Regions from separate parts of the Mus musculus genome. Here region 1 is linked to region 2. Evidence: chromatin contacts called from public Hi-C data. All regions are on one chromosome and are shown on one strand. The core of a region is the stretch at or near the end of the contact, and the rest is flanking DNA. Distances in the headings are between cores, read along the strand shown. Region 1 has its middle 20 kb from the start of Gm22286. Region 2 has its middle 53 kb from the start of Gm31816.

What was found. A called contact is a pair of places that touch in the nucleus more often than the background predicts.
Region 1: a Hi-C map of the N1E-115 cell line shows a contact between it and region 2, with 2.0 times the contacts expected there. The contact joins two enhancer-like sites. A contact is called at or near these places in 9 of 484 Hi-C or Micro-C datasets (the AML12 cell line, the N1E-115 cell line, cerebellar granule neurons and 2 more) and 1 of 115 datasets of contacts at active chromatin or transcription factors (liver).

Annotation. Positions count from the first base shown.
Region 1 is chr9:47,502,258-47,509,480 of GRCm38.p6, reverse strand. No RefSeq gene overlaps it. Among named protein-coding and RNA genes, the nearest start is that of Gm22286, 20 kb to the left of the region's middle. Within about 2 kb of position 2,885, at least 6 of the 459 cell types and tissues checked have an H3K27ac peak or open chromatin away from gene starts, as enhancers often do. A contact at or near this core is called in the N1E-115 cell line, where this site is marked.
Region 2 is chr9:47,417,441-47,424,250 of GRCm38.p6, reverse strand. No RefSeq gene overlaps it. Among named protein-coding and RNA genes, the nearest start is that of Gm31816, 53 kb to the right of the region's middle. Within about 2 kb of position 1,325, at least 68 of the 459 cell types and tissues checked have an H3K27ac peak or open chromatin away from gene starts, as enhancers often do. A contact at or near this core is called in the N1E-115 cell line, where this site is marked.

The sequences.
Region 1 (7,223 bases), core at 1,636-4,135, 84 kb before region 2:
GCACAGGAGGCCAGAAGCCCACACTGGTATCTTTAATCTCTTATTTTTTGAGATAAGGTCTCTCAAGGAACCTGGAACTCACTGATTACATTGGGTAACTGAACTGACCAGCAAGCCCCACCTTCTGCCTCTGGCTGGCCCCTTCTCCCCACAGTGTTGGAATTGCAGCTGTCCACAGACACACCCATTTCTTTTTCTTAAACTGGAGTGCTAGGAATCTGAATTGAGGTCAAGGCAAACATTTTACCTGCCTGAGCCATCTTCCTAGATCCTCTAAGGTATTTTTGATGGTGTGAGTGTGTGTGTTGGGGGGGGTGGAAGGTTGGGGGAGTTGTTTTCTTTTTGTTCTTGTTGGTTTGGTTTGGTTTGGTTTGGTTTGGTTTGGTTTGGTTTGGTTGAGAAGATTTTGGCTTCATCAATTGCTCAAGCTAATAGTATTCAATACTTGAGCAAGACCAGTAAGTTAGCCTTATATGTTATCCAACTTTTGCCTTACAGTTTTAGACCTTGTCACACATTGCATTCACCCTTGTCTTCAAAATCACCTGCCACCAACATTGCTCTTTCCTGGAATATTGACTATCGCTAAGCTGAACTCAGAATCAGACTTCTTCCTCATATTAAACTTCCAAGGGTATAAGTGAGCTGATATCTACAGCTAATGTGAGCTGATATCTACAGCTAATATGTTCATTGAACATACATTGTGCTATAAATCTGCTCTTCCAAATAGGAGTTGATATTCCACCCCTCCTTCGGCCACAAGCCTAGCTCTGCATCTCTGCTGCCCAGCGTTGTCCACAGCCCTAGGCTCCTTGGAGGTACCTATCTGCTTCTTTTGTACTGTCCATTTCTGATGTCTCAAGAAATTTGGCAAATAATAAGAAAAAAAAGACTCTGGTTCTAAAGCAGCTGTGGATTAAGACTGGTTAGAAGCTAAAATAAGGAATTTGGATGCAGCCATGACTATGAAATGACTAGGATTGGAAGTTCAAAGATTAAATAAATAGATAGCCTTTCCATTCTTCTGCAGCCTGAGTGTTAGAACAATGGGTGGCTAGAACTTCAAAGCTCCCTCTGTTACCCCTGTCAAGTCTGTGAACATAAACACCATTTGCCTTCCATCCAGTGGTCTCTGCATATCTTGTTAACACATCACAATAATTACTCACATTGCAGAGGCAGAAAATAGAGTTAGCATTAGGAACTGGGCCAGGTTATTCTCGGCAGTGGTGGCCAGGATCACAGTCAAGGCTGTCTACCCCAACCGAGCTGTTTACTTTCAGCCACTTTGTCCCAGAGGGACCTTCCCTGCCCCTTTCACCAGCATCTCCCTTGAAACACAAATGGGCGATGAAGACCTGGAATAGCAATTTCTCTGCTCCCAGGAAAGGTCTCTCAGGAGATCCTCTGTGCCAAGTGGAGGTTTAGATGATCCAAATATTTAAGTGCATATTGATTGCAGTCAGACACTGTACCATGGCCTGCATCACAAGCTCTGGACTGTATTTCTCTGGAATACTAGCTTTTTATGCATTAACCTCCCACCATTTCCCCATGGAGCAGAGCATAGGCCAAAATCAAAGGCCTGGATGGGGGTCAAAGTTGTACCTATTAAACTGTGCCAAAGCTTGACCTACGGAGCCGAGTGTCGCGTTCAGTTAATATTGCTACAGATTATTTAAAGAATCTAAGTAATTGGGCAACCATACGCATGATTCTTTTTTTTTTAAAATAAAGACTAAGATTTCAAAAAATTAAAAAGGCATCAAAGTGCAAATCTGTCTCTTCACTGAAGCTGTGAGGTTATGCTCTTGTGGGAAGGGGAGGATTTTTAAGGAATGCCAACTCTACAGTCACTAGGAATAAAAGAGCTTTCAGGCAGACAGTAGTGAAAAGGGGTGTGGGGGGGGGGGTGTTCAGTTACCACGGTCATAATCATTTGAGTTGTAGGGGACATTATTATTATTTTTTAAATCATCTGAAAGTGTTTGTCATGCAAAAATGGGGACCTGAATTCCACCTAAAGAATTCAGTTCTGGGGAGAGAGGCAGGTGGATCCCTAGGGCCTCTCAGAGTCACTAAATTCCAGGGAAAAGTGAGAGACCCCTGTGTCAACAAACAAGCTAGAGTGACTGAGGAAGATAGCTTGAGATTGTCCACTGGCCTCCACACACCCATGCACACACGTGCACATGCACGTGCATTTGCGCGCGCGCGCGCACACACACACACACACACACACACACACACACACACACACGAAATAAATTAACACACTCGCTTAAAAGAACCGTCTGACTCAGCGGCCTGCATTCAGACAAAGCAAAACGGCAGAGTTTTCGATCAGCTGGAGAAACATATCCGGGTGAGGGCCCTGATTAAGTGATCTACCCAAGGTCACGCAGCTGATGTCAGAGCGTCCTGCTTCTGAGCCGAGAGCTGGCCAAGTGGAGCTCAACTCAGCCACAGACAGGCAATGTCTGTTCCTTCATCAGAAACAAACTACCTTCGGGCCAGATGGCTAGAGTTATAAAATTAATATTAATTTTTTTCCTCCAAAAAAGCTCTTTCAGAATGGAAAACTGAGTGGTGCAGTGGAAAGCTCTGTCCAAGAGACAGGAAGTACGCATAGGATGGGATGCTGTCAAGGACAACCTGGCAAGGGGCCCTCAGGAAGGTTCATGGACTTCAAACCAAATTATTACTGTGATTTCAATCAGCAGATGGGAGTCTGCAAACGATAACATTTACAAGGTAATCTCTATTCTAAGTAATTGCTATTTCCCAGGAGCCAGTTGATGGGAGAAGGCACAGCCACTGCTCAGAGGAGGCTCCTGCCTCTGAGCATCTTTCCTGCCTTCAATTAGCTTTTGGCTTAATGAATGCATATGTACTTGAGTTTACTCCATTCTTCAACGTGTTTGTGCTCATGAAAACACACAGGGCTCCTCCAAAGGTCCCAGCACAGGTCATCTGTAGGATTCTAATTATCATAGGTATAAATTTCACACTGGCTCTACCAATAGTACAGAACAAAACAGTGCCAGCCAGTGGTGTCCCTGTATCAAAGAACAAAGTTGAAACTCCCATACAATTATGTTTGATCACAGTAGAAGGTGAAATCATTAGATATTAGCGAGGTGCAGTGGAATAAAAATGATGTGTTAGCGGGGGTTCATTACACTGTATTTTCAGAGCCAAGAAGATCAATGCGTTCATGCATCATGAATTAGGCTCCGGCTTTAGCCTTCCCTGCTCTCCGGAAACCCAACATGATCTATCACCGGCCATACATCACCGTTTCAGGATTGCACATTAACAAGAAAGCTGCAGTTTCCGCCTGTCAAGCTGACCAGCTGCCTCGTTCTCTGCAGAAGGGGAGAGGGGGGCACGATTCTAAGCCAGAATTTTACTTTTAAAACAAAAAGGGGCATAAGAGGTCAGCAGCAGCTGGACAGCCTGATCCCTGTCGTCTCCACGTTCTGATGGATGGCCCTAGTTTTCTCGACCTCTGGCCATCCTGGCTCTGGGCCTGTAGGAACTGGCTGTGATGGCTTTAGATGTTACCTAAGGACATAGCTTACATGACACACCTAGGGTCTCCTAGGGCACACCTCTTACCTTCTCACAGGGCTGTGAGGCACATCTCCCAACATCACTGTATATTCAAAGTCTCAAGAAGAGCCCCCTGGAAACAAACCCCCCTTCTGTGCCCTGTATCCTCAACTTCCCTCCTACATGCCCTACCTCTTCTGCTAATAGAGGATTCTTTACCACCCAGCAGTTTGCCACTAACATTTCCCCTTCACTTACTCACAGCCCATTTCCCTCCTCCCTGCCTGACCCCACACCTGCCAGTGCGGCCTCTCTTGCCTGCTGGTGCACAGATACAGTAGACAGTTCTGATCACTGCTTCTAATCGGCATTTAGCAAGTCTGTCCATATTTAGTTCTTTTAATCTTTCCTCATCATTCAATCCCTCCAGCCTCTTCATCATTTTTTTTTTTTTTTAGTGTGTTTCTCTTTCCTGAGTTTTATCCAATTTGTCTCTATCATCTTTCTGGCAGTGATGCGCCTACCAGCCCTGGACTCACACACTGCAGGAAGAGGCAGCAGGATGACCTGGAACACCCTTCTCTTCTCTTACAACACTCAAGGCTGTTCTTCGCTAATGGAAGAAGCAGAAGTTTGGGGATGAATGTTGTCTGGGAAAGTCCTCTCCCTTTGCCTGTCTGGTTCACTGCTGAACCCCAAGCAAAGATAATAGGATCCGTGATATCAGAAGAAAGGGCTTATAGCAAGCCCAGAGAAGAACTTCCCATCAATCCACACAGGGAACAGAAGGGACCTTAATTTCATCTACCTGGTCTGATGGCTGTCTCAAGAGGTCTCGCTGCCATCCTCCCACCCCATTTATATCCATCAAGGCTTGTAGAAGAACCTAAAGATTGATGACTTGGCTGCAATCACTGCTAAGAAGATAGCCTGCCCTAGTTACATGGAACATGAGATGAAACCGAGCACTTTCAAAAGAGTTTCTAGTTGCTTCTATACATTCCAGTAAAAGTTGGCCTGAGGCCTTGGATGGCTTCAGGTTGGAACATTGCAACTTTATATGGAAGCTCGAACCAGCAGCAGGAATTGTAAATTTTAGACATTGCTTTACTAAAGCAGGGAGGAATGGACCAGTAACAAGATCCCAGATTCCGGTGGTTTATCACCAGAGACATTGGAAGGTGATGTCATGGGAAAAGGGTTGGGTCAGAGCTAGTTAGAGAATTAGTTTTGTTTTATTTTTGCTTATTATTATGTGTAGTAGTAGTAGTAGTAGTAATAGTAGTAGTAGTAGTAGTAGTAGTAGTAGTAGTAGTAGTAGTAGAGTACATGATGAGGTCACATGCTACAGAGACTCTGAAGGTCAGTGGTCAACTTTGCTGTGTTCTCTACTTGCACCTATACGTGGGTTCTTGGAGCTGAACCCAGGTTGCCAGCCTTGTACCTATTCTAGCCTTTCTACGTATTAGGAGTTAGGAATCCATTCTTCTATTTCACTCCGGTCTCTTCCCAAATGTCACTCCTTTAGAATAAGCTTCTTTGAAAATATCATCTAAAATAGTGAGCTTCTTGGCTCTCTGTTCACTCCTTTGCAAATACACTAGGCTCTGTTGAACACTCCAAGGGCCAATTCCCACCAGCATGCCCCCTGCCCTAGAGCAGTGACTTCCTCAAAGCGGCCACAGCAGACCTGGATACTGGTTCCATGTTTCATTGCAGACCTGCTGCCTACAGCTTTGTGAAGCACCAGACTACCATATTTCATCCTGGGCTTAAGGCAAACAGGTTTGAATCAGCCTAGTTCTCCTGGAATCACTATCCAAAACCCTACTAGTTCAGGGAAGAAATAATAAGGTGAGAAAGCCTGCTCCCTCCATATCTGTTCTCCTCTTCACCTGCTCAAAGTGAGAGAAAAGAACATGTGGTGTGGACTGTGGAAAGATGGAAGTGGAGGGCTCAATCCTCTCTGCCTTCCATAACTGCTGTTGAACCTGTTTATCCTGTTTCCATTTTAAAAGCCCTGTTCCCAAGAGATCCCTGTTCCCCACAGAAGCAAGAGTACTTGGCCTTGCAACTACTACTTTGGTTTTATGAATGGTTTCAAGCTCATTAAGGCATAGAGAAAGAAACTCTGTAAAGGGTCTCTTCTGCTCTCAGACTCTGAACACCGGGATCCAGCTGATCCCAACTGCACTCAGCAGCTATGGATTCACAAGCTCTGAAAACTTCTACCAGGGTTTCTGACATGATGTCTGCCCTCAGAAAAGTGAACTTTACTGCTGCTCTGACCTTAGCTGTTGTTCTCCTCTACTTTCTTTTTCATTACTCAACATCTACTGGATAGTTCTGCAGGCAGCCTTAGTTCAGCCCCGTTCTCCCCTTTTCTTGCTTGTAGCTCTTTTAGTTTCTAAGAGTAATTATAGAAGATGCTGGGAACATAGCATTCTGATCTACCCAAGGACCAACTAGAAGAGCCTGGACTCTGTTTCAGCTTCCTGTAGCCTCCCAGAAGCAAATGACCCCGAGTGCTCTTAGCTCAACATGTCTTATAGTCCCTAGGGCTATAAAACCCAGGGTGGGTATTTCCCATGGGACCCCAGCTGTGGTGTCATTGGGGTGTCTGCAGATGAGTTCCCATCTCAAGCCTTGGAGGACTGACTACTACTACTACTACTACTACTAGAAACCCTGGGTTTCTAGTGTTCCTCACTACCAATATTGTAGCAACTTCATACAACTTGTTATATACGGGGGTGTTCTGACTCATTGGACAAGGTGATAGATAACCCGGTGAACCAGCATCACCCTGAATGATCAAAACTCCATGAGGTTCACAAGTTGGGCTTGTTACTGATTTGTTTAGTGCACAATAGATGCCAGGTTCCTGTTGGAATAGATGTCTGTTGAGTAGATTCTTTTATATTTGCAATTCATATACCATGGACTTTACAAATTTAAAGTATGCAATTCAGTGGTTTGGGGTGTAATATATAGATACTAATTTTTTAAAAGTTCTGTTAACATGTATATAACAAAACCTTGTCATTTTAACCATATATACGATATATATTATATACATACATATACATGTATACATAACTGTATATTTATACACACACACACATATGGTATTATTTATATTTGCAATGTTGGACAACCAGCACCACTATCCATTTTCAAAGCATTTCATCCCCATCTAAAGCTTTGCCATTGGCTATTGTGCTGGTTCATTTTTATTGTCAGCTTCACACACAACAGAATCATCTGGCAAGGGAGCACCTCAGTAGGAGAACTGTCTCAATCATGGTCATACTGTGGCCAAAATTGCTCAAGACTGTCTTGATTGATGCTTGATGTGGGAGGGCCCAGCTCACTGTGGACCATACCATTCCTAGGCAGGTGGGCCTGAGCTATGTATGAAAGCTAGATGAACATGAGCCGGTGAACACAGCAGTAAGCAGCTTTCTCCCTTGATTCCTGCCTCCACTCCTGCTTGAGTCCCTGCCCTGACTCCCCTCAAGGATAGACTATAATATCATTCATGATCCATGTCTTAGTCAGGGTTTCTATTCCTGCACAAACATCATGACCAAGAAGCAAGTTGGGGAGGAAAGGGTTTATTCAGCTTACATTTCCATACTGCTGTTTATCACCAAGGAAGTCAG
Region 2 (6,810 bases), core at 76-2,575:
ATTTAATGGTACAACAAATATTAATATAAATCAACTGATAATTGCTTGCTTGCATGCCATATGAATTATGTCACTTACCCTCACATATGCCCATATACACTTCAGAAAATCTGATCTCTGCTTTGTGCTGCATGTGTGGGGTGAGAGGTTCTTACAGATTATAGTGTGGCCTCTGGCTTCAAAGAGCATTAGGGACTGTCCCCTAAAGGTCCAACGGACAGAATGCACGCGCTGTGCAAGGGTCAGCAGAAGCTAGAGCAGGACCCAAGTGCCCGGGAAATGTCTGTAACCAGCCTCATTCCATAAAAAACAAAGACAAAAATCACAGGTGATACACGGGTCAACAGGCTCTCTCTATGCTCAGGACAAGCATAGAGAAGAAGAGACTCTTCAAAGCCTCAGGTGCTGGTCCTCCATTGGATAAGCAGCCTTGCTGTGTGTGAGCTTTGCAGAGAGGAAGGTAGACTCAGAAGCCATCCAATCACAGGCCTGTGGCCTCCTTCCCCACCTTCCACTCTACCAATTCTCCTCCTCTTGATTGTCAATTAAAATAAACAGCCTTGCATTCCACAGCCTGGTTTCAATCTATCTTGGCTGGGAGGATGCGGGCAGATTTGTGGCAGTGCCCGAAAGTCCTTGCTCAACCTTTTTAATATCTGAACAAAGCAATCAAACCCGATAAGATCTAGCAAAGGCAAGAACACTCTTCTATCCCCAGAATGGAAGCTGATTAGTCCATGGCCCACATCATCAGAGTTATTGTGCCATGTGAAATTTATTGGTGCTATCTCACCTCATTAAATACTTAAATAGACCTGACAGGACAGAAAAACGGGCTTTTTAGTTCCCCCGCACCCCATCCTCCAGGCAAAGGGGCTGGCATTTCCCATGTTCCAGTTCACCTCTGCTACAGCTGTTGGCAGGGAAATAGGAAAGCAGAGTGCTGCATGAGATGGAAGATTCTGGATGGCTGTGTGGACTCCAGAGATCCTCCAGCTCTGTCTTCAAGATCCCCACCTATGCACATCCCCGTGGGAACAGATAAAGAGCAAGACAGGGGACCATGGTGCTTCGTCTCTTTGCTGAGTTACCCAAGTCCGTCAGCCTAGTCAGAGGCTTGTCAGGCAGTGTGTGCATGTGGGGTGTGTGTGTGTGTGTGTGTGTGTGTGTGTGTGTGTGTGAATGTGTGTGTGTTGAGTGGGGGTAGGGTCAAGGGTGAATGAGCTGCAAAACAAAGAACTCTCAGACCCTCCTCCAGCCCCGGGCTTGTGTTCTTTATTTAGCAAATAGCCCTGGCATTGGCCATAGCTGGACCCAGGCCAAGGCCAGGATTTCCCTAGATTCTGAGCTAGAGAATTTGGCAGTCTGGCAACACTCTACAGAGAGCCACTAGCCTGAAGGTTTCAAACAAATTACAAATGATGAGCAGTGAGTGTCAACAAATGTGGATGTGTGTGTCATGTGGGCCTTGCCTCTCCCCCGCCCGCCCCCATGATGGGAAGTGTGTATGTGTGTGTGTGTGTGTGTGTTGCATTAATCCAGCACAGAAAATCAGGGACTGGAGAAACTTTGCAATCTACAAAATGTTCCAGAGAGGGTCGAGTGAAGAAATGAATGACTCTTCCTCATTTATCAAGCCAATTTTATCCTCAGCCAAGGAGATTTGGGACACAGTCTCTCTACATCCCCTTCCTCTCCTCAGATCTCCACCTGCTGTGAAGGTCTCTTTTCTCCAGCTGTTTCCCTCTTCCAGCCTAGGTCCTCGTTTGCACCTTGTTAATAACATGGGCAAGGGGCCAGGAAGCAGCTCCCGGGCGCCTTCCGTTCCTAATGTCCTAAATGGCCATGACACTGCGCTTAATTTCCGTTTTAGTGCAACTGCTGGCAGGACATCAGTGGGCTGAGACCTGGGTCCTGTGACAGGATCTTCAACAGCGACCATCAGCCTCCCTGTAATTAGATGCTGCTTGGAGTCTGCTGTCCTGTAGTGTGGGGAGCTCTGTGGACTTATGTAACTGTCCCTCTGTTCAGAGCACAAGGCTTTTTACAACCTCGGAGTCTCCCAGCGTTGAAACAGCTCTAATCCCCTGCCCACCCTGGGAGGGAAAGCAGGCCATGGCCAGATGGGTTATCTGTGTTATCGGTTTAGGATAGTGTGGGACATGTAAAACCCTGGGCTACTGCAGAAAACCATGATGGTTGATATTTACCAACTGGGGAGCTTTGCTTTTTATCTTTTCTGGAATGTTCCACGGTGGATTTTAGGAAATGAAATGGTCAGGAGACATTGACAGGGGTTTGGCTGCCTTCAATGCACATAAAAAGTGTTAAACAGGACACATGCTTGCAATCTCATCCACTCAGATAACTGAGTCAGGATGATCCCAAATTCACAGAAGGCATGACTGGGATACTGAGTGAGTTCAAGTCCAGCCTGGGCAATTCAGTAAGACCCAGTCTCAAAATAATGATGGTGGTGATGGTGATAATTATGATGATGATGACGACGACCATGATGACAAAGACGATGATGATGATGAAGACAACACGATGATGACTGGGTATATAGTTCCATGGTAGAACACTGACCTAGAATGTACAAGGTCCTGGGTTCAATCCTGTGCTACTGAATGGATAAATAATAATAATAATAAATAACATACAGTTTAAAAGTCAAGTAAAGAAATAAGGAGATGGCTCAGTGAGTAAAGAGCTCGCCATGCAAGAATGGAAACCTGAGTTTACCCTCAGATCCCACGTAAAGCCAAGCACAGCAGTGCGTGAGCCCAGGACTCATCAGGCATTCGGGAGGTAAAAGCAGGAGAATCCCTGGAAGGCTCAGACCAGCTAGTGTGGCATATGCCCAGTAAACACCAGCTACAGCCTGTCTTAAATAAGGTAGAGGTGAGGGCAGATACATCAGAGGTTGTGCTCTAAACCCACCATGTGCATGCCTGTATGCATACACCCCATCCCCCCAAAGATAAGCAAATGGTTGCCCTATAGTCACAACGAAGGAATGCCAATCATGGCAAGAACTTTCTTGAAACAGGAAGCCTATATGTGCAGTACCAAGAAGGTCCAGTTTGACTTGAACTGGATACGGGTTTGAGTGAGGGCAGGGAGGGTAGAACCGGTGATTTATACCGTCTTGATGATAGTGCATCTTCATCTAGAAGATATATCGTCAATTACTGATAATGGCTTCCTGCATGGCTTTAACTCAAGGGCAGGTTCAGTATGAGGCTGAGCTGTCGAGGGCCGTCAAAAGAGGGACAGTAGGGATGAAAGTTACTTTGGAGAGCATAGGACTGGACACTTCAAACCAGCCTTTCCCCACAGGGTTCAATGAGGGAGCAAATGCTAACTAAAACCCAAATTCATAATACTCTAGGGCAGACTGTATATCTTCAGAGAAGCCCAGTATCTTTCTTAATTCCTAGGTCCTGTTGGCTTTCATTCACAGCATATAGGTCGGAGGATTGAATGGGTATTTTCCTTCCCATCTTTCAGACCAACAAAAGAAATCCACTCCCATATGGACAACTGTGCACTGGCCACACTTCCTTCAGTAGTTCCTAGTTCAGGGATCTCAGCACATGGTTAGGGATCTGGGGATCACTGAAGGAGCTTGATAAACATGATCCCCAAGGGGCTGGAGAGATGGCTCTGCAGTTAAGAACACTGATTGCTCTTCCAGAGGTCCTGAGTTCAATTCCCAGCAACCATATGGTGACTCACAACCATCTATAACAGGGTCCGATGCACTCTTCTGGTGTGTGTCTGAAGACAGCTACGCTGCACTGATATAAATAAATAAATAAATAAATAAATAAATCTTAAAAAAATAGATTTCCACACCAATAGATATGTGGCCCAAAGTTTCAGGGGTGGGTAGGTGTTGTAACGGGCTCCCCTTGTTAAGGGAACAGGTGATTGGGAACCTCTGTCTCTGTTCTATTGTCAATCTTGCCTTCCCAGTTAGAGAAACTAACTCCTCACGGAGTTCTCCTCATCCCAGTGACCTCCCTTCCCATCCTGGAGTCTTCAGTCTTTTCAGGGTTGGAAGTGGTCTTAACAAAATCCAGGCTTTTTTGGTAACGTGATAGAAAGAACAAACTGCCCCCAAGGGTGGCAGTGGGTGGCAGGCTCTTCTTTGTAACTGCCTGCTTCCTTGGTGAGAATAGGTGAGGCAGAGGAATCCAGAACACTGCAGGTAGATTCCAGGACAGCCATCCTCCCAAAACACAGGGCCACTGCGAGAGGGGAACTCCAAGCTCCCTCCCTTTCTTGACATTCTGATAGTCCCCATCTGCAAGACACCATTTAAAGCTGCACATCACCCAATGTCAGGGAAAAGCAGAAAAGGACATCCTCTTAGGGTGTCAGCTCAGCCGAAATGTCATTTACAACAGAGCCTGTTACTATGTGCTTTTCATAGGCATCAGTATCTTCAGCCCCTCAGCTCTCTAACTCCTGCTCATCCCTCAGGCGATCAAAACAGGGTGTGGTGTGGATGTAGATTGCTCTCCATCCTCTGCAGTGTCAGAGCCTGAGCTCATCTGTTCTGTGCCGTTCAGAGTGGCTGGCGCTTCTTCTGTGGTTCACATACGGTTTTTTTTTTCTTTTTCTCTCTCTCTCTCTCCAGGCCAAGACAGTTTATTTTGGCTTCCTTCTCCATTCTTGAGTGTCTAATCTGCAGGTGGCTCTTCTCAATTTATAGAATATAAATTACTCTCTCACAAGCAAATGTTTCTTCCCTTCTTGCTCCTTCTGATCTCGCTGCCCTCAGCTCTGAATGTGGGGCACTGTCTCTCAATGGAGCCTTCTGTGTCCGAGTTCACAGCACTCCAAGGGATTAGCAAGAGTTAATTGACAAATCGCTGTTGTGTCTTTTAGGCCTGCTTCTCCAGTCCCAACGCTAGTGGAATTTATGAGTTATGTCCTGGGGAGAGGTCAAGGATGACTCTGCCATTTTGAGCCTTAAATAATAGAGTTGCTATTTGCAACTGACCAGCGATTGACATCTGCTATACATTCTTAACACATGGTCTTTGGGAGAAAAGCTCGAATGCCCAACATGATGGCTCTGGGCTCAATTTAAGAGGTATTGACTGATGGCTTTTATGTTGCTATTGTGGTTCAGGCAACTAGAGATGCAGGCACATGCAAACAAATCTGGACACAGGCTCCCCCCTCCACCCCCGATGTGTTCAGTAGAAGGGTGCCACCACCCTGTTACGAACGGCAGGTTGGAGAACAGTTGCACCTGAAACGTTGTGAAGCATTCAAAACACAATTGAAATGGCCTTTAAAAGCTATAATTTAAACTGTTAAATCTGTGGCTGGTTTAGGCTCCGATATACTGAGTCTGTTTTGAGTTCATTATATTAGAAACTGTTTCTATGAACAAGTCTGATGTGTGCACAAGGGACTCTATGGGGCAGGGATACTTTCCCATATTTTTATTAGCATATAGCTGGGTGAAGGACTTGGTAATGGTGAAGTCTATGGCGTGTGTGTGTGTGTGTGTGTGTGTGTGTGTGTGTGTGATTGTATGGGAGTTTGGGTGTATAAAGATACATCCGAGTATGAAGGATGTATGCATACATATGGAAGTCAGAGATCAATTTTGGGTGTTATTCCTCAGGAACCATTTACCTTGGTATGTATATATGTATGTATGTATGTATGTATGTATGTATGCATGCATGTTTGTATGTATGTATGTATTTATTATGTCTTTCATTGGCCTGAGGCTCACCAGTTTGGCTAGGCTAGCCTGCAAGCCCAGTGAATGCGTTGCCTGCACATTCCCAACACTGGGATCACGGATATGTGCTATGCATATCCCCATCCCCTGAATTTGTCCATTCTGGGGTCAAAAAAGATCCTTACTCTTGGGCAGTAAGCAGTTAATGAATTGAGCTATGAGCCAAGTATTGTGATTTCTTTTTTTGTTATAGGTTACTGACCTTGTCGGGTCACAAAAGACTGTCAATATCTGCCTTCTGTAGCAGAGGGTTAAGACATCTGAGAGTTTATAAGAAATTCATGGCTCCTTAATTCATCCTCTGATTCACATATTGATTCTTTGATGCAGTGACTGATAGGTTAATGATTAACTCATGTATTTATTTAATAAACTCCATCCTTAACACAAGTTCTTAACCAAGAAGATCAGTTGGGTGTTTTCCCTTTTCCTGCTATCTCTTTTCTTGGTTATCTCTCGTGGCAATCAGGAGAAGGAGGGGCTTCGTTAGGATGATGTTGAACCAGACCCCTCTGAGATGTCCGCCCTTCGTAGTGGCCATCTCCAGAGAGAGGCGTGGGGGCCCATCTTGGAACTGGGATTGCTCTTGGTTCCTCTGTCTTCTTCTTCCTGATCCTTTGTGCTGAGGTGTCTGGCCGTAGGGTGAATGGCCTGGAAAGGTCTGTAGCTCTGTTTGGCCCACAAGCCCCCCAGTTTTACTCTCCTGCTTCCTTCCCCAGCAACATAGGGAGTTGAAGACATCTGGTGCTCCAATCTCCTGGGATTCTTTTTAATATGATTTCATTTCTTTTAACCTTTATTAAGACAAACATTGAACAGAGCATAGGCTACACTCCCAGTAGAGACAATCTTCAATTTCGATATTAAAAAACAAAACAAAACAAAACAAAACCTAAACCCATCCAACCTGCCGCTCAGAGGAGGGAGAGAGGAGTGAAAAAAAAAACAGAAAGAAAAAGAAATATTCTAGAGATATTTTTACCTTCAAAGATCCATCACTCATTACGGCATATCGCAGACACGTCTACAATTCCATC